Linked DNA regions of Mus musculus: all the other regions are linked to region 4. The links are chromatin contacts, called in public HiChIP or PLAC-seq and Micro-C maps. All regions are on one chromosome and are shown on one strand. Each heading gives the region's core, a stretch centred on a gene start, on an enhancer-like site or on the middle of the called end of the contact. The rest is flanking DNA. Distances are from core to core; before and after follow the strand shown. Region 1 overlaps Slc44a3 (solute carrier family 44, member 3). Region 2 holds the start of Cnn3 (calponin 3, acidic). Region 3 holds the start of Alg14 (asparagine-linked glycosylation 14). Region 4 overlaps Abcd3 (ATP-binding cassette, sub-family D (ALD), member 3). Region 5 overlaps Abca4 (ATP-binding cassette, sub-family A (ABC1), member 4).

What was found. Hi-C and Micro-C count contacts between places; a contact is called where the count stands out from the background. HiChIP or PLAC-seq counts read pairs in DNA pulled down with a chosen protein or histone mark.
Region 1: a contact with region 4 is called in an H3K27ac HiChIP or PLAC-seq map of embryonic stem cells, with 2.3 times the contacts expected there. The contact joins two enhancer-like sites. A contact is called at or near these places in 1 of 15 datasets of contacts at CTCF or cohesin (the NIH/3T3 cell line), 1 of 115 datasets of contacts at active chromatin or transcription factors (embryonic stem cells) and 1 of 9 other capture datasets (liver).
Region 2: a contact with region 4 is called in a Micro-C map of embryonic stem cells, with 4 times the contacts expected there. The contact joins the promoter of Cnn3 here to the enhancer-like site in region 4. A contact is called at or near these places in 1 of 39 promoter capture datasets (hippocampal neurons), 1 of 484 Hi-C or Micro-C datasets (embryonic stem cells) and 3 of 115 datasets of contacts at active chromatin or transcription factors (embryonic basal ganglia and embryonic stem cells).
Region 3: a contact with region 4 is called in an H3K27ac HiChIP or PLAC-seq map of embryonic stem cells, with 5 times the contacts expected there. The contact joins the promoter of Alg14 here to the enhancer-like site in region 4. A contact is called at or near these places in 10 of 39 promoter capture datasets (the C10 cell line, the HPC-7 cell line, the SN4741 cell line and 6 more), 1 of 15 datasets of contacts at CTCF or cohesin (embryonic stem cells), 17 of 115 datasets of contacts at active chromatin or transcription factors (the 230-238 cell line, T-cell acute lymphoblastic leukemia, acute myeloid leukemia and 8 more) and 1 of 9 other capture datasets (liver).
Region 5: a contact with region 4 is called in an H3K27ac HiChIP or PLAC-seq map of embryonic stem cells, with 3 times the contacts expected there. The contact joins two enhancer-like sites. A contact is called at or near these places in 1 of 39 promoter capture datasets (liver), 1 of 15 datasets of contacts at CTCF or cohesin (the NIH/3T3 cell line), 3 of 484 Hi-C or Micro-C datasets (the Patski cell line, brown adipocytes and liver), 6 of 115 datasets of contacts at active chromatin or transcription factors (embryonic stem cells and pancreatic cancer cells) and 1 of 9 other capture datasets (embryonic stem cells).

Annotation. Positions count from the first base shown.
Region 1 is chr3:121,468,508-121,471,207 of GRCm38.p6, forward strand. All of the region lies in intron 12 of Slc44a3 (solute carrier family 44, member 3), which reads right to left. Among named protein-coding and RNA genes, the nearest start is that of Cnn3, 43 kb to the left of the region's middle. Within about 2 kb of position 1,259, at least 156 of the 459 cell types and tissues checked have an H3K27ac peak or open chromatin away from gene starts, as enhancers often do. A contact at or near this core is called in embryonic stem cells, where this site is marked.
Region 2 is chr3:121,425,264-121,427,963 of GRCm38.p6, forward strand. It overlaps Cnn3 (calponin 3, acidic), which reads left to right and starts at 1,278. Exons shown (of 7, transcript NM_028044.2): 1 at 1,278-1,565. The coding sequence starts at 1,509.
Region 3 is chr3:121,290,347-121,293,046 of GRCm38.p6, forward strand. Alg14 (asparagine-linked glycosylation 14) reads left to right here and starts at 1,394. Exons shown (of 4, transcript NM_024178.3): 1 at 1,394-1,637. The coding sequence starts at 1,502.
Region 4 is chr3:121,792,992-121,795,691 of GRCm38.p6, forward strand. The region is part of intron 2 of Abcd3 (ATP-binding cassette, sub-family D (ALD), member 3); the gene reads right to left. Among named protein-coding and RNA genes, the nearest start is that of Abcd3, 21 kb to the right of the region's middle. Within about 2 kb of position 1,425, at least 14 of the 459 cell types and tissues checked have an H3K27ac peak or open chromatin away from gene starts, as enhancers often do. A contact at or near this core is called in embryonic stem cells and epiblast stem cells, where this site is marked.
Region 5 is chr3:122,144,467-122,147,166 of GRCm38.p6, forward strand. The region is part of intron 32 of Abca4 (ATP-binding cassette, sub-family A (ABC1), member 4); the gene reads left to right. Among named protein-coding and RNA genes, the nearest start is that of Gm40138, 19 kb to the left of the region's middle. Within about 2 kb of position 1,260, at least 6 of the 459 cell types and tissues checked have an H3K27ac peak or open chromatin away from gene starts, as enhancers often do. A contact at or near this core is called in embryonic stem cells, where this site is marked.

The sequences.
Region 1 (2,700 bases), core at 9-2,508, 320 kb before region 4:
GGGGGGGTTGGGGTGGGGAGTGGGGTGGCGGTGGTGGTAGAGAGCGATACATCAGGAAACCTGGTGTCCTTCTCAGGCCTCTATGAGTGTGTGTGTTCGTGTGCGTGTGTACTCATACACACACACACACACCTGCATGCATGCATGCACACATGTGTTTACAAAATGATTCACAGTGGACCAGGCACCCTCTTCTGATCACATAACTTGGCCTTAGCTCAGTAAAATAATCACTGTAGGCACTATGATTCCCATTTAATAGAATTTTAATCATTGTGTTATTAGGTAACCAAAAAAAGCTAGATTAACTCTTTATTTTGAGAGAGTTCTCCAAAAATATTAACACTTAGAAAGTCCTCCCTCCACCCCCCATCTTTAAATTAAAACTTAATCTTGCCCAGCCTGACCCTTATCCTCTATCCCCTGAGAGCACCCATCTGTCCTCCCCGAAAACTGAACCGGCAGGCAGCATCTTTTGATGGCAGAGCTGTGAACTGGAGCTGCTGTTGACTCGTCAAAAAAGTAAATAGAGTTTTCCTCCAGAGAGAAGGGAAGGGATTCACCCCAAAGCCCTGCCATGAATAGCCGGCTTTATTTCTGGAATGGCTTCTCTGAGTTCTGATTTTATTCACTCAAAATAAAGAACTCCTGAAACAAACTTGAGTAACTAATACACCCTCAGACCTCAGAGACACACAGGGGTAGCTGAGTCCACGCACATCCAGACCCCTTCCGAGGCCCCTAGAAAAACTTGCAGGAACTAGTCCAAGCCAGTTTCATCTCTGATTTTATCACAAACACATGGAGAGGAAGTCAAGGCACCCGGCAGACACGCCCGAGCCTTCCAGGGTCTGGCATTCACCAGTCCCTTCAAGAATTCACTGTTTACCAGGCTGCAAACCACCACCAGAGAGACTGTGAGAGGGGAAGCCTGCCAGCGGCCGCCTCTGTCCTCTTCAGGGGTCCTGCCAGGAGGGAGGGATGAGACATGGAGGAGAGGAGAGGGGAGGGGAGGCCGAGAGTTACTCCTGCCAAGAAAGTAGAAGCAGGGCAATGCAGTCTTGTTTGCTTTTCTGAAATTTTATTTGCTTTTAGGCTTAATTTTTAGAATGGCCTCATTCTTTCCAAGCTCATCACTGTGGCCGGGGGTGGGGGTGGGGGGGTGGGGTGGGGGCGAATTAAGCATCAGAGAGACAGAGAAGAAAGGAAACAACTGATCAGTCTCAAGTAGCCCCGGTGAAGGCCACTGCCTCCTTTGCCTCCCCACATTCCTTGGCAAATATGCACGGTTGAAAGGACAGGCAGGCACACAGAGGAGCCCAAAGCCAATAGAACTGATTTCTACAGGGTTTTTCAGTGAAAGTACAAACGTTGTCAAGTAAAGAAAGTGATGTTCAACTCCCACTGAAGGAATATTTGAATTTCTCACAAATACTTTCACATGTGAGGATTAGCTTTCTAAAACCCCTTTTCTATTCATTTTTAACTTACTTTAATTTTGTTTTACTTATTACTAGGTTGTGTGTGCGCATGTGCATGTGAATACACAAATCTTATGGCACATGTGTGAGGTCCAAGGACAGCATCACTTGGTTGTCAGTCCTCTCTTCCCACTGTGGGGTCCAGGAATGGAACTCAGGACCAAGCTTGTGTGTAGCAAGCAGTGTTACCCAGTAAGCTATCTCCCTGGTCCTAAACCCCTTTTTAAAATGAATCATGGAAAACTGGGACTAGAAAGTTTCTATGCTCAGTGGATCAAGTACTTGTCCTAGAGGCCTGAAGAACTAAGTCAGATCCATAGAACTCAAGTTAAAAATCTAAACAAAACAAGCCAACTCTTGCCTTTAACCCCAGCATCTAGAGGCAGAGGTGGGCAGATCTCTGTGAGTTCAAGGCTGCTTGGTCTACAGAGTGAGTTCAGGGCCAGCCAGGGCTACATAGTGAGACCTTGTCTCAAAACAAACAAACAAACACACAGACTAACCTTGTGGTGGCACATGAGTTTTGTAGTCACAGCCTTTGGAAGGCGGAGCCAGGTTGGTCCTGGTGGCTCACTGTCCAGCCAGCCTAGCCTACCTGGTGGGTCCCACGCCACTTCGAGACCCTGTCTCAAACAAAGGTGGGCAGTGCCTGAACACAGAAGGTTGTCCTCTGGCCTCTCATGCTATGCACACATGTGCACTCACACCTTCAACACACATGACTTAAACCAACATGAAAACTATTGCTGCGTTTAAATAATATTTCTTTTAGGTTTATTAATTTTAGGAGTTTGGGAGAGGCATCAGTTTTTCTGGAACTGGAGCTACAGACCATTGTGAACCACTGTGTGTGTGCTGGTGCCCCAACCTGGGTCCTCTGGAAGAGCAGCCAGTGTTCCTAACCACTGAGCCATCCGTCCAGTCCCATACAAACTGTTATGAGGGCTAAAAGACTTCTTTTCCTTAGCATTGTGTTTTAGCTTTAGGGAGTGTTGATTGTGATAGTTCTCTTTCTCTCTGGCTTCTTGACTTCATGGTTTCCACTCTTGTCCTATCTCTGCCAGGGTCACAAACACCTAGGACTTCTTAGATGAGAGCCTCCAAGCCACTTCTAACCTCAACCAGCATGGCCCCAGGTCTGCCATCTCCAATCCCGGTGCTGCGGCTCTCTCCCCTGCCTGTTGCACTGCTCTGAGAAACCCTGCAGTCCCTCTGTCAA
Region 2 (2,700 bases), core at 28-2,527, 370 kb before region 4:
TGCCACACTCCCTTATTTCTATCCCAGAAAGGTTCAACTTGGGCTATTTGGGCTTCTCTTTTCCATGCAAGTGGCTGACCCTGGTCCTGTAGTCTCTTCTGGAATGTCAGCTGTATTTGGGAAACATAAACCAACATACTGACACCCAGAGGACTAAAACCTGTCCTAGATGTGCCCCAAGACACCAAGGCAAGCGGTGACACTCTGGAGGCAGTGATAGCTGTCATTATTAGGAATCTCTGAGTTGCAGCCTTCAAGCCACTAAAACGGATCTGAAGTCTACCGAGTAAGTTTTGGGAAAGTGAATGAGCTAATCTTTCAAAGACATATAGCCCAGTGTAGTGCCAGGAACACAGGCAGGGGACAGCGTGCTCTCTGTTCTCACCTTTCCTCTATCAGTTTGCCTTTGAGATCAGAAGAAAGGAAAGGGGACGGAAAAGAATACAGAGTGCTGATTCAAAGAGATTAAAAAACAAACCAAAGCAGGTAGACTTCTCAGTCAAGGCAGTCCTCTAATTAAAAACAAATAAACTACCTAGCCTTTTGGGCTGGCTGAACCCCCGGTGAAGGTGCTTGCCAAGGGCAACTGGTGGGACTCCAGAAAAGGACCCAAAAAGCTGTACCCCCTCCCCCCAAAACCTGGCTGTGCCACAACACTTTCCCAATTTCTTTCGCTCTGCATTCAAAGTTTAGACAGGATGAGCAGGACTTTGGCAAAGAGCGTTGACCGAGGCAGAGGTCAGCCCCACAGGTGCGGCAGCTGCGTGGGGAGGGAGACTTGGCAGATGTCCACGCAGGCCTCCCCCCCCCGCCCCCGGCCTGGCACGTGGATTCGAAGGCTGCTCCCCGGGTTTCCAGCGCAACATCTGGGCGCGCTGTAGCCCGGGAGGAGACGGATGGAGTGGCCGGTCAGCGGCGGGCCAGCTCGGGGAGCTTCCTGTCCCCCTCCACCGTCGGAGCGCCACAGATGCCTGGGAGTTGATGAGAACCAAGGCGGCTGAGAAGCCCCTAGGCGCCGGGGCGGGGCGGTCGCAGCCCGCTGACCAGCGGGGAGGAGGGGCGCCGAGGTCCTAGGTGGCGTGAGGGCGGGGCCGGGGGCTGGGACCCCGCGGGAGGGAGCGCCGCGCCCGCCGCGCTGCCATTGGCCGGGAAGCCTTGGAGCAGGCGAGGGGGGAGGAGGCGGCGCTCATTGGTCGGGCTCGCCGGCCAATCCCTGGAGGCCCGGGGGTGGGTGGGGGGAGACCAGGCTGGGGGCAGAGCGTGCGGAGCCGCGGAGCGGGCAGCGAGCAGGGCAGCCGGTCCCAGTCCAGAGCGACCCGGAGCCTCCGCGGGACTCGAGTCCTAGCGAACCTCGAAGCATCATCCGCGTCCGTCTGCGGCGTTCGGGCTTCTCCGGCGCCGCGCAGGGGAGCGAGCTCGTGCATCACCCGCGCGGCCGCCGCTGGGGCTAAGAGCAGGGACACCGAGGGTGACTGACCGCTAGAACTCTTCCAGTCGTCCAAACAGCCATGACCCACTTCAACAAGGGCCCTTCCTACGGGCTCTCCGCCGAAGTTAAGAACAAGGTACGCGCGCGGGCGGGCTGGGGGTTTGCCGCGGCGGTGGGGGCGCTGGGAGCCGCCGCGGAGAGACGTCGAGGCTGCGGGAGAGAGAGATGCTCCTCGGCTCGCGGAGCCTGGCTCGCACGCGTTGGTGCTGGCTTTGTTCCCGCGCCGCGGCCCCGGCGGGCGGTGGGGGTTCCCGGACGCCTGGAGTCCCGCAGCGCCGCAGGGCCCGCTCCAAGGCTGTAGGGTGCGCCCCTCCGGGAAGGGGGCGCTCCTGAGTGGCCTGTGGCCCTTAGGCGGGGCCCTGCCTTACGGCTGGGTCTCCGGGAGTTGCCGCCCCCGCCATCCGCCTGGGCTGGGGCTGCCGCGGGACCCTGCGTCTCCTCCCATTCCATCCTGGCCCCCTCCTCCCACAAGCGAAGTTGGGCGGTTACGTGGCCAACCCGGGCCCCTCATTGTTCCTTTCCTCCTCCTCCTCCATGGGAGAGTGTCCCGCCGACCCCTGGGACCCGCGGGCGGAAAGGGAGCCCGTCGGTGGTGCCTTGATGCAATCGCCGCTGGTGCGGGAAGCCCAGACAAAGCCTGAACGCGCAGCCTGCGAGCCGGATCAGCTGTAGATGAGAGACTTAGAAATGCAATCCTGAGAAGTTTGCAGCGCGTTGAATTGTCACGATATCTCGGCAGGGTCGCTTTTGTTCGAGGTTTATTTGCTGTGGCGGGTTGCAATTTTGGAGTGATTGGAATCTGGCTGCGTTGCTTTGCTGTGTACTCATCTCAAGAATGCACCAGGGTTTATCTTTCAGACTTTTGGCCTGGAAAAGAGATGAGAGGCGCCCCCCTCCCCAAATCCTCTCTTTCCTTCCTCCCTGCCTGCATTCCAAGTCCATGACATCAGGGGTTTCGGGGAGTGGGGGTGACCAGCCAATCGGCGTGGAACTGCGCACAGACCGCTCATTGTCTCCCTTTTGCTGTTCCGGCCAAAGCGCCACAAAGGAGGGCTGCTGTGGTTTAATTCCCATTAACTTCCCGGGAGCCGAAGCATGTCAGGATTGTCACCAAGCTGTCCCACCTCCGGTAGAATAGTTTGGCATCATCAGGGCTACGAACACCCCTGGAGTTGCGGGTGGCTGGGGTGTGAAGGGAATTTCATAGAAGT
Region 3 (2,700 bases), core at 144-2,643, 500 kb before region 4:
GGCAGAAAGTTGTGAGCCACCATGTGGGTTCTCGGCCTGGAACCTGGGACCTCTGGAAAAGCAACCAGTGCTCTTAACCTTTGTGCTGTCTCCCCGCCCCCACCCCCACCCCCCCAGCCCTTGAGCCACAAATGATATCTGTCTAAAAGTCTGGCATTCTTATTGATTTTCATCACATAAATAACCTCAGGCAAATTAACTTTTGTGTAATCTATTTCCCTATTGTAATTCAAAGAGTAACATTTACATAGAACCTGACTGTAAAGAATGAGGTTAAGAAGGAGTGATGAAAGAGCCCACAGGCACCGTGCTATAATATCAACAAGATAGAGATACAGTCAGGAAATCTCCCAAGCAGTTTGCTGACTCGGGAACCAACACACCTAGCTTTATAAGGAGATCTCAGGGCGCCTTCCTGGAACTTCTGACTCAGTATCGCTCCCAAAAGCATTCTAGGCTCCAGGTAAATGTGATCGTCAATCCAAACTGAATTTAACAACGGACCATATGGTGTAGCATTCTTAGGCAGCAGGAGTTAGGATTTCTGGTTTCTAATTCTAGACATGACATTATTGCATTTAGGCCAATTTGTAGCACCTTTCTCGACCTGTCTGCATGCCTGACCTATTCAATCTGTAACCCCATAAGGGTCTGAAGGAATGTTTGTTGTCAAGAGGTTTTATTTTGCTGTAATTTAGGCTAAGTTCACAAACGCACGCACAACTGGGATTAGAGTGGGCAGTGGAAGTCTATCATTTCAGAGGACCGCGGGAGGAATAAGCCAGAAATGCTTTGTGATAAACTTAACTGCAGGGCTATGTCTTCCTCCCTTGCTACCTGAAGCCAAGGGGTTTCCAATCCTCCCAGGAATATGACATAGCTTGAAGTGATCCGGATTCTGGTTATAGTTTGAGATCTGTGAAACTGTCTAGAAAACATAAATGTCAGGAAAGGGCGGATTTGAATGTTTTCCCCCTAAGAGTATGCCTCTGACTGGCAAAAATTTTCTAGTTCGGTTTGTCTTGGAACCCGTAAGGAAGAAAGGAAGTAGTGATGTATGCCAGGAGCCTCAGGCAAAACCTGGCAGGACAGGAGCAGCTACTAACCCGGGGCTTCGTGGTCCTTCTACCATACATGTAGTTTGACCTCGCCACTGGCAGAAATCAAACTTCTCCAGCACTTAACTTTCCAACTACACAACTGCAGCACAAACTCGGGTAACAAAACCATTACTGTTCCTTGTAGCGCTTCCTGGGCAAACTGCCCTTAGCCCCACCCATCACGGACAAACCCGGCTCACTGAGACGCAAGAGACGCGTCGTTCTGCGTTTTCCAATCAGAGCCACACTTCTGAACTTTGACCGCCCAACTTGGCAAGCTCCGCCCAGTGCAGACCATCCCCGCCCACAGAGAGGCGCTTTGCTCCCTGTTTGCTCTTAAGCGCGGTGCTTGCAAACTTTAACCGCTGGCGCCAGGTCTACACGCATGCGCCATCCTTTGAATGCTGAGCATTCTGATTCTAGCTGCTACAGCCGCAGGGCTAGTGATCTTGCTATTCCAGCGACTATGGACCGTGCTTGGGCCCCATCACGTCACTCCCCGAGAGTCTCTCAGACTCTTGATCGTGGCTGGATCCGGTAAGTATCCGGGCGGAGGCCGACGGTCTTGAGTTAGGCACTACAAACCCCAGAATGCATCGCGACTCTCTTCGCCCTTCTTAGCGCCTTTAGGAGCGCTGCATGCTGAGATTTGTAGTTTCTTTGCGTTCCCGGAACCGGCCACCCCAGGCAGGAAAAAATGCTGGTTAGCTGACGCCACCCAGCCGCCTGTCATTAAGACAGGTCATTTACACTTGTCTGTAATTAAGCCTCTCTGTAGTGTACTGCTTTCTAACAAATAATTAGCGACGGAGTACGCCGAAGCCTTTTGATGCTGACATATTGTTGCCCTCTTTGCTGCTGTGCGTTATTAATTCTAGGTCTTTGTACTTAGTTTAAGAAATGTGAACATTACATGGTAAACGAAGTAGAGTTGTCGCACTTATGAATGCGCAAAGTCCCTGAGGATAAAAACGTGGACACTCCATACGACGATACCTCCAGAGTGACAGGATATGAGTAATAAACTGTCCAGTCAGCTCTGAACATTTTAAAACTTAAAATTTTAGATGAACAGTTTTGACGAGTGTATAGTTAAACACGACTCAACTTTAAACAACCAAGGTGATACCCAAACCTATATCAATGCTGTCTGGAATACATATGTTATAACCTATTGCTCCAGGGACAGTAAAACAAAACCATTGCCTAACAGAAAATGATGCAGTCAAGACACACAGTAAATTCGAGGTGTTTAAGGCAGCCTCTGCAGGAGACCATACAGTTTTACAGTAGCTTTAAAAAAAATACACACTAATAAAAATACACAAACTAGTAATGTAGTTGTGTATTATTGTTATCAAATGTTATGAACTGTATATAGTAGTATATATTGTACTTTTTTTAAAGACTTGTTTATTATATGTAAGTACACTGTAGTTGTCTTCAGACACACCAGAAGAGGACGTCAGATCTCGTTACGGATGGTTGTGAGCCACCATGTGGTTGCTGGGATTTGAACTCAGGACCTTTGGAAGAGCAGTCAGTGCTCTTAACCGCTGAGCCATCTCACCAGCCCCTATATTGTACTTTTTTATATTGC
Region 4 (2,700 bases), core at 175-2,674:
GCTCAGTGGGTAAGAGCACCCGACTGCTCTTCCAAAGGTCCAGAGTTCAAATCCCAGCAACCACATGGTGGCTCACAACCATCCGTAACGAGATCTGACTCCCTCTTCTGGAGTGTCTGAAGACAGCTACAGTGTACTTACATATAATAAATAAATAAATCTTTAAAAAAAAAGAGCACTGACTGATCTTCCAGAGGTCCTAAATTCAAATCCCAGCAGCCATATGGTGGCTCACAGCCATCTGTAATGAGATCTGACGCCCTCTTCTGGTGTGTCTGAAGACAGCTAAAGTATACTCATAAACATAAAATAAATAAATAAATCTTTAAGAAAAAAAAATAAATAAAGAGCCGAGTTTAAGATAGCTGCAACAGTGATTATAGAATCACATCTAAGGGAACTGCGACAGACGCACAGTGGTCACGGGGCCACACTTCCTGTCACTGCAGACAACCATTAAGATGGACAGCTGGATTTATAGCACACACTTGAGCAGCTCTCCGTATTCAGATTCCAAGAAGACAGAATTACCTAACAGGAGAAAGAGAGAGGAGGTGTGCTCTCTGAGAGAAGAGTGTAAGTACTCAAGGGAAAAGCGCAGCCGAAGCTCTGAGAAGCGCAGAGTGAGAAGTGACCAAGTAGCTACTGCTTAGTTTATCTTCTGCAGTGACAGGGTTGAACCAAAGGCTTCATGCACCACCACCACTGCCATGCCCCAGACTCTTCTTAATAAATAGAAACTTTAAAAAAAAATCTTAAACGTGACTTTCCCTAATTTTAAGAAATGTCTGCTGGGCAGTGGTAGCTCACACCTTTAATCCCAGCACTCTGGAGGTAGAGGCAGGTGGATCTCTTGAATTTTAGGCCAGCGTAGTCTACAGAGAGTTCCAGGACAGCTGGGGCTACACAGAGAAGCCCTGTCTAGAAAAAAACAAAAAGGGAGGGAGGGAGGGAGGGAGGGAGGGAGGGAGGGAGGGAGGAAAGAAAGGGAGAGAGGGAGGGAGGGAGGGAGGGAGGGAGGGAGGGAGGGAGGGAGGGAGGGAGGGAGAAGGAGGGAGGGAGGGAGAAGGAGAGAGAGAGAGAGAGAGAGAGAGAGAGAGAGTCAGCCAGCCTGCCTGCCTGCCTTCTGGGTTACTAGATTTATCACTTAATGTTTTCAATATACAACAATCTGCAGATTCTAACTCATAAATTCCTAAGCTCCTTACTATATTCAATCCATTTCTAATAAGAGGAACACAGACAAAAGTAAATGAAGAAGTAATTACAGATCGACTAGCCAGAGTCATGAGAAAAAGAGTAATTTGGGCAGTGAGACACAGAAAGATCTCCACACTGAAATGTGACAAAGTAGAGGGATTAAAGCACAAAGAACAGCAAGTCTGAGTGCACACACCCAGTGCTGAGGACAATGGAGTGCACACTTAGCATCAAGACCTGAGAAAGAAAACGAATGACAAAAGGCAGAGGTGCCTACAAAGCACTGGGCTAAAGGACTAGAGAGGTCATGAATCTGTTGTCAGGACAGAGTTTGAGATAAGATAGTGGCTCCTCCCTTAGAGATTTATTTTCAAATAAATCTACAACCTTCTACAAAGATAAGGAGAAAGTGGCATCTATAGCTTTTGGTGGGAATATCTCCTTTACTATCCTTAGACTGGGAGAGTAGAAAAGAGAAACCCAAAAACTACAAGCTACCCCAGAACACATCCTTCCCAGCCCTTTCCAGACCCCTAGTCAACCATGGGGTGAAAAAGAGAACCATCTCCCTCAAGTTGTCCCAACTCCGTCCCTCTCTTAAAATATTACTAGTAGGTCAGGCATGGTGGTGCCTGCCTCTAAACCCACACCCAGGAGGCAGAGGTAGACAGACCTCTGTGAGTTCAATGCCAGCCAGGCCAGCCAAGGCTACAAAGTGAAACCTTGTCTCAAATAAAAAACAAGGGGTGGGGGGAGTGGCCTTAATGGAGAAATAAATTTTGCTACAATTTGATAGTCAGAGTGGACAAAGAGACAGACAGACAGACCAAGATAGAGAGAAGCGGGTGGGGCTTAAAGGATGTAACAGGGTAATAATCACTTTGATGCTTATTAGTCAATTCTAGAAATAATTTTAAGGAAGAAAAGGAAAGCAAATTAAACTTTATATAATAGCCTATATAGTAATACATACTAGGTATAAGAATTACATTCAAAACCATACTAATAGTACAGATATTAAAGCCAATAAACTGACACAGGGATAAATGCCATTTATTTGAAAAGAATGTCAACTTAGTTACTGCATAACCCCAAATTCCATCCTGTTATAGACCACAGCTGCACTACTCATAAGCTTCATGTTTATGTTAATGTAAAAATCCCTTACCTGGTGATATAACCCACACAACACAATACTACTCAGCATAAAATAGTATAGTAACAATATGAAGAAACCTGAAAACATCATGTTAAGTGAAAGGCCTGCAGGACCACACGTACTGAATGATCGCATTAACATTAAATGCCCCAGAGCAGGCAAATCAATAGACAAACAGTAAATGAGCAGTTGCCAGGGGTAACAAGGAGTGAATGCTACTAGGCATGAGCTTGGGGGGGGGGGGTGGTGTGAATTTAAAAATAATTCTTTTTAAGTTGTTGTTCCTTTTATTGTTGATCTTTTCTGTCTGGCTTTAAGGGGAACATCATTCCTTAATTCTG
Region 5 (2,700 bases), core at 10-2,509, 350 kb after region 4:
AAGAAGGTAACCCCAAAGGTGGAGACCCAAGTTAAGAATGACAAGAGTTGACAGGTGGTGGTGGCACATACCTTTAGTCCTAGCACCTGGGAGACAGAGGCAGGCAAATTTCTGTGAGTTCAAGACCAGCCTGCTCTACAAAGTGAATTCCAGGAACATAGAGAAACCCTGCCTTGATACCCCCTCAAAAAAGAGAGAAAGAGAGAGAGAGAGAGAGAGAGAGAGAGAGAGAGAGAGAGACAGACAAGAGTTGAGACAGAAGAGAGTTGGGCTGTCTAAGCCAGGCATGGGACTAAGAGACACAGAAAGGAGTGGTGGTATTGGATAGTGCCTAAACTATCTGCAAAGGGCAGAGAAGACACAAAAGAGAAATCACAAGTTAGGCCCACAGTAAAGTCAAGGAAGACATCAAAAAGGGCTAACCCAGGGAAAATGAGCAGGAATTAGCTAGGTGTTTATAAAAGGGAAGAGTACCTTAAGAAAAGCCAGCAAAGAGACTTGGAGGTAGCCTGAAGCATGTAGAGTTTGACATAGACAGGACAAGACTTTAAGGGAAATGATGAAGAAGATGGAGTTACACCAGGATAAAGGTCCAGACACCATCTTGGAATAGAAATGGGAAAGAATTAAAAACCAGCTTAGCCTGGGCTGTTGTGGCACATGCCTTTAATCCCAGTACTGAAGAGGCAGAGGCAGGCAGATCTCTGTGAGTTTGAGGCCTGGTCTATGGGGTGGGTTCCAGGACAGCCAGGACTGTCACACAAAGAAACCTTGTCTCAAAAAAACAAAACAAAAAACAAAACAAAACCAAGCAAGCAAGCAAACATGGGCTTAAATCTGGATACAGTGGCCTTTATTTCTAGTTCCAGTGACTGGGAGACTGAAACAAGAGAGTCACTTGAGTACAGGAGTGCAAGGCTAGCTTGAGCAATATAGTAAGACTATCTCAAAATGTGAATTTAGATCAACAGAATTGACATCAAGAAAAATACTGATATCACTCAAAGCAATCTACAGATTCAACACAATCTCCATCAACATGACAATGACTTCCATCAGCATGACAATGACTCCATCAACATGCCAATGGGCCCCATCAACATAACAATGACCCCTATCATCATGACAATGATCCCCATCAACATGACAATGACCTCCATCAACATGACAATTACTCCTGTCAACATGCCAATTGTTGGGGTTCAGAAGTCACCCTGCAAACCACAAGAACACTAATCTCAGTCAAGCAGGGATGGTTTACTGAACGTATATCCAAAGACTGAGTGACCAAGGGAACAGCTCAGACTCTAGAGCTGAAAGCTAGCTGTGCGCTGGACATTTCTCGGGGCCAACTTATAAAGGCTAAAACTGCAAAACCCATAATGAGTTCATATGCAGATGTGGGGGAGCTGTAGACCGGTTGGTCTTTTCTCATGTTTCCTTAGTAATTTAGACAGAACAGTTCAAGCCAACCCCTATCTTGCTTGGTCATGAGTGACGGCTGCAGATGGGGAATTTCTTAAGATTAACAAACCGCAGAATAATCGGAACCTAACAGGGTAGGTGGTCTGCAACAGGGTAGGTGATCTGCATGCCCCTGCTCTGAGTCCAGTTCTTTTTCTGTGACCATGACTGGCGGGCATATTACAGTAACAATAGGAAGTAGCTGCTAGATATGGAGCAAATGGCTACAGCTGTGCTAGGGAGGCTACCTCAACACCGGTGATTTCCATCAGCATGCTGCAGATGACGTTCTTCACGGGAACTGGAAAACGGGGATGTGATAGCTCAGAAGGTTAAGGCCCTTGCTACCAAGCCTGATGACCCGAGTTCAATCCTCTGGATTCAGATTGTAAAACCAAGAGCTGATTGTAAAAAGGAAAAAAAGAAAAACGAAACAAAAACCTGACTCTTGCCAGGTGTCTCGTGACCTCCACATATATGTATGCCCCCACCAGGATAAATAAATAAATATAATGTATTTTTTTAAAGAAATAGAAAAATGATCCAGGATAAATAAATAAATATAATGTATTTTTTTAAAGAAATAGAAAAATGACCCCCCCCCAAAAAATATATATATAACTACACTAAACCCCATCTCCTCGCAGCCAGTGGCTGTCATGAGGAAGACAGATGACTACAACTGCTGATGAGTATACAGAGGGAGAAGGAACCCTTATACACCATCGGTGGGGATATCCATCGAGCCACTACGGAAATCAGTGCAGAGATTCTTTCCAAAAGCTAAGAGTAGAGCAGGTTTGGTCTATACCACTCCTGACATATTTCCAAAGGAACATATGTTAACATACAGTAGATACTCGCACATCCAAGTTTACTGCAGCACTGTTTGCAACAGCCAAGCTAAGGAACCTACCTAGGTGCCTGTCAGAGATGTGATGGGTGAGGTTCTATGCACCCACCACAGAGAAGGATCGAATCCTGTCGTTTCAGAAAAAGGCATGAAACCAGAGAGTAACATATTAATCCAAATGAGCTGGATTTAGAGACAAATGTATGCCTTCTCTCAAATGTGGAATCTAGAATGTGGCTTTGCTTGCTTCTAAATTTAGAGAGTAGGAGAACTATTTGGAGAACAAGGTGGGACAATGTTGTTTGCCTGCGAGGCTAAGCCCTCCCAAATCCACATCCCCTTCGGAAGCTGAGGTGGCACTTACTGGGCATGAAGCATCATGG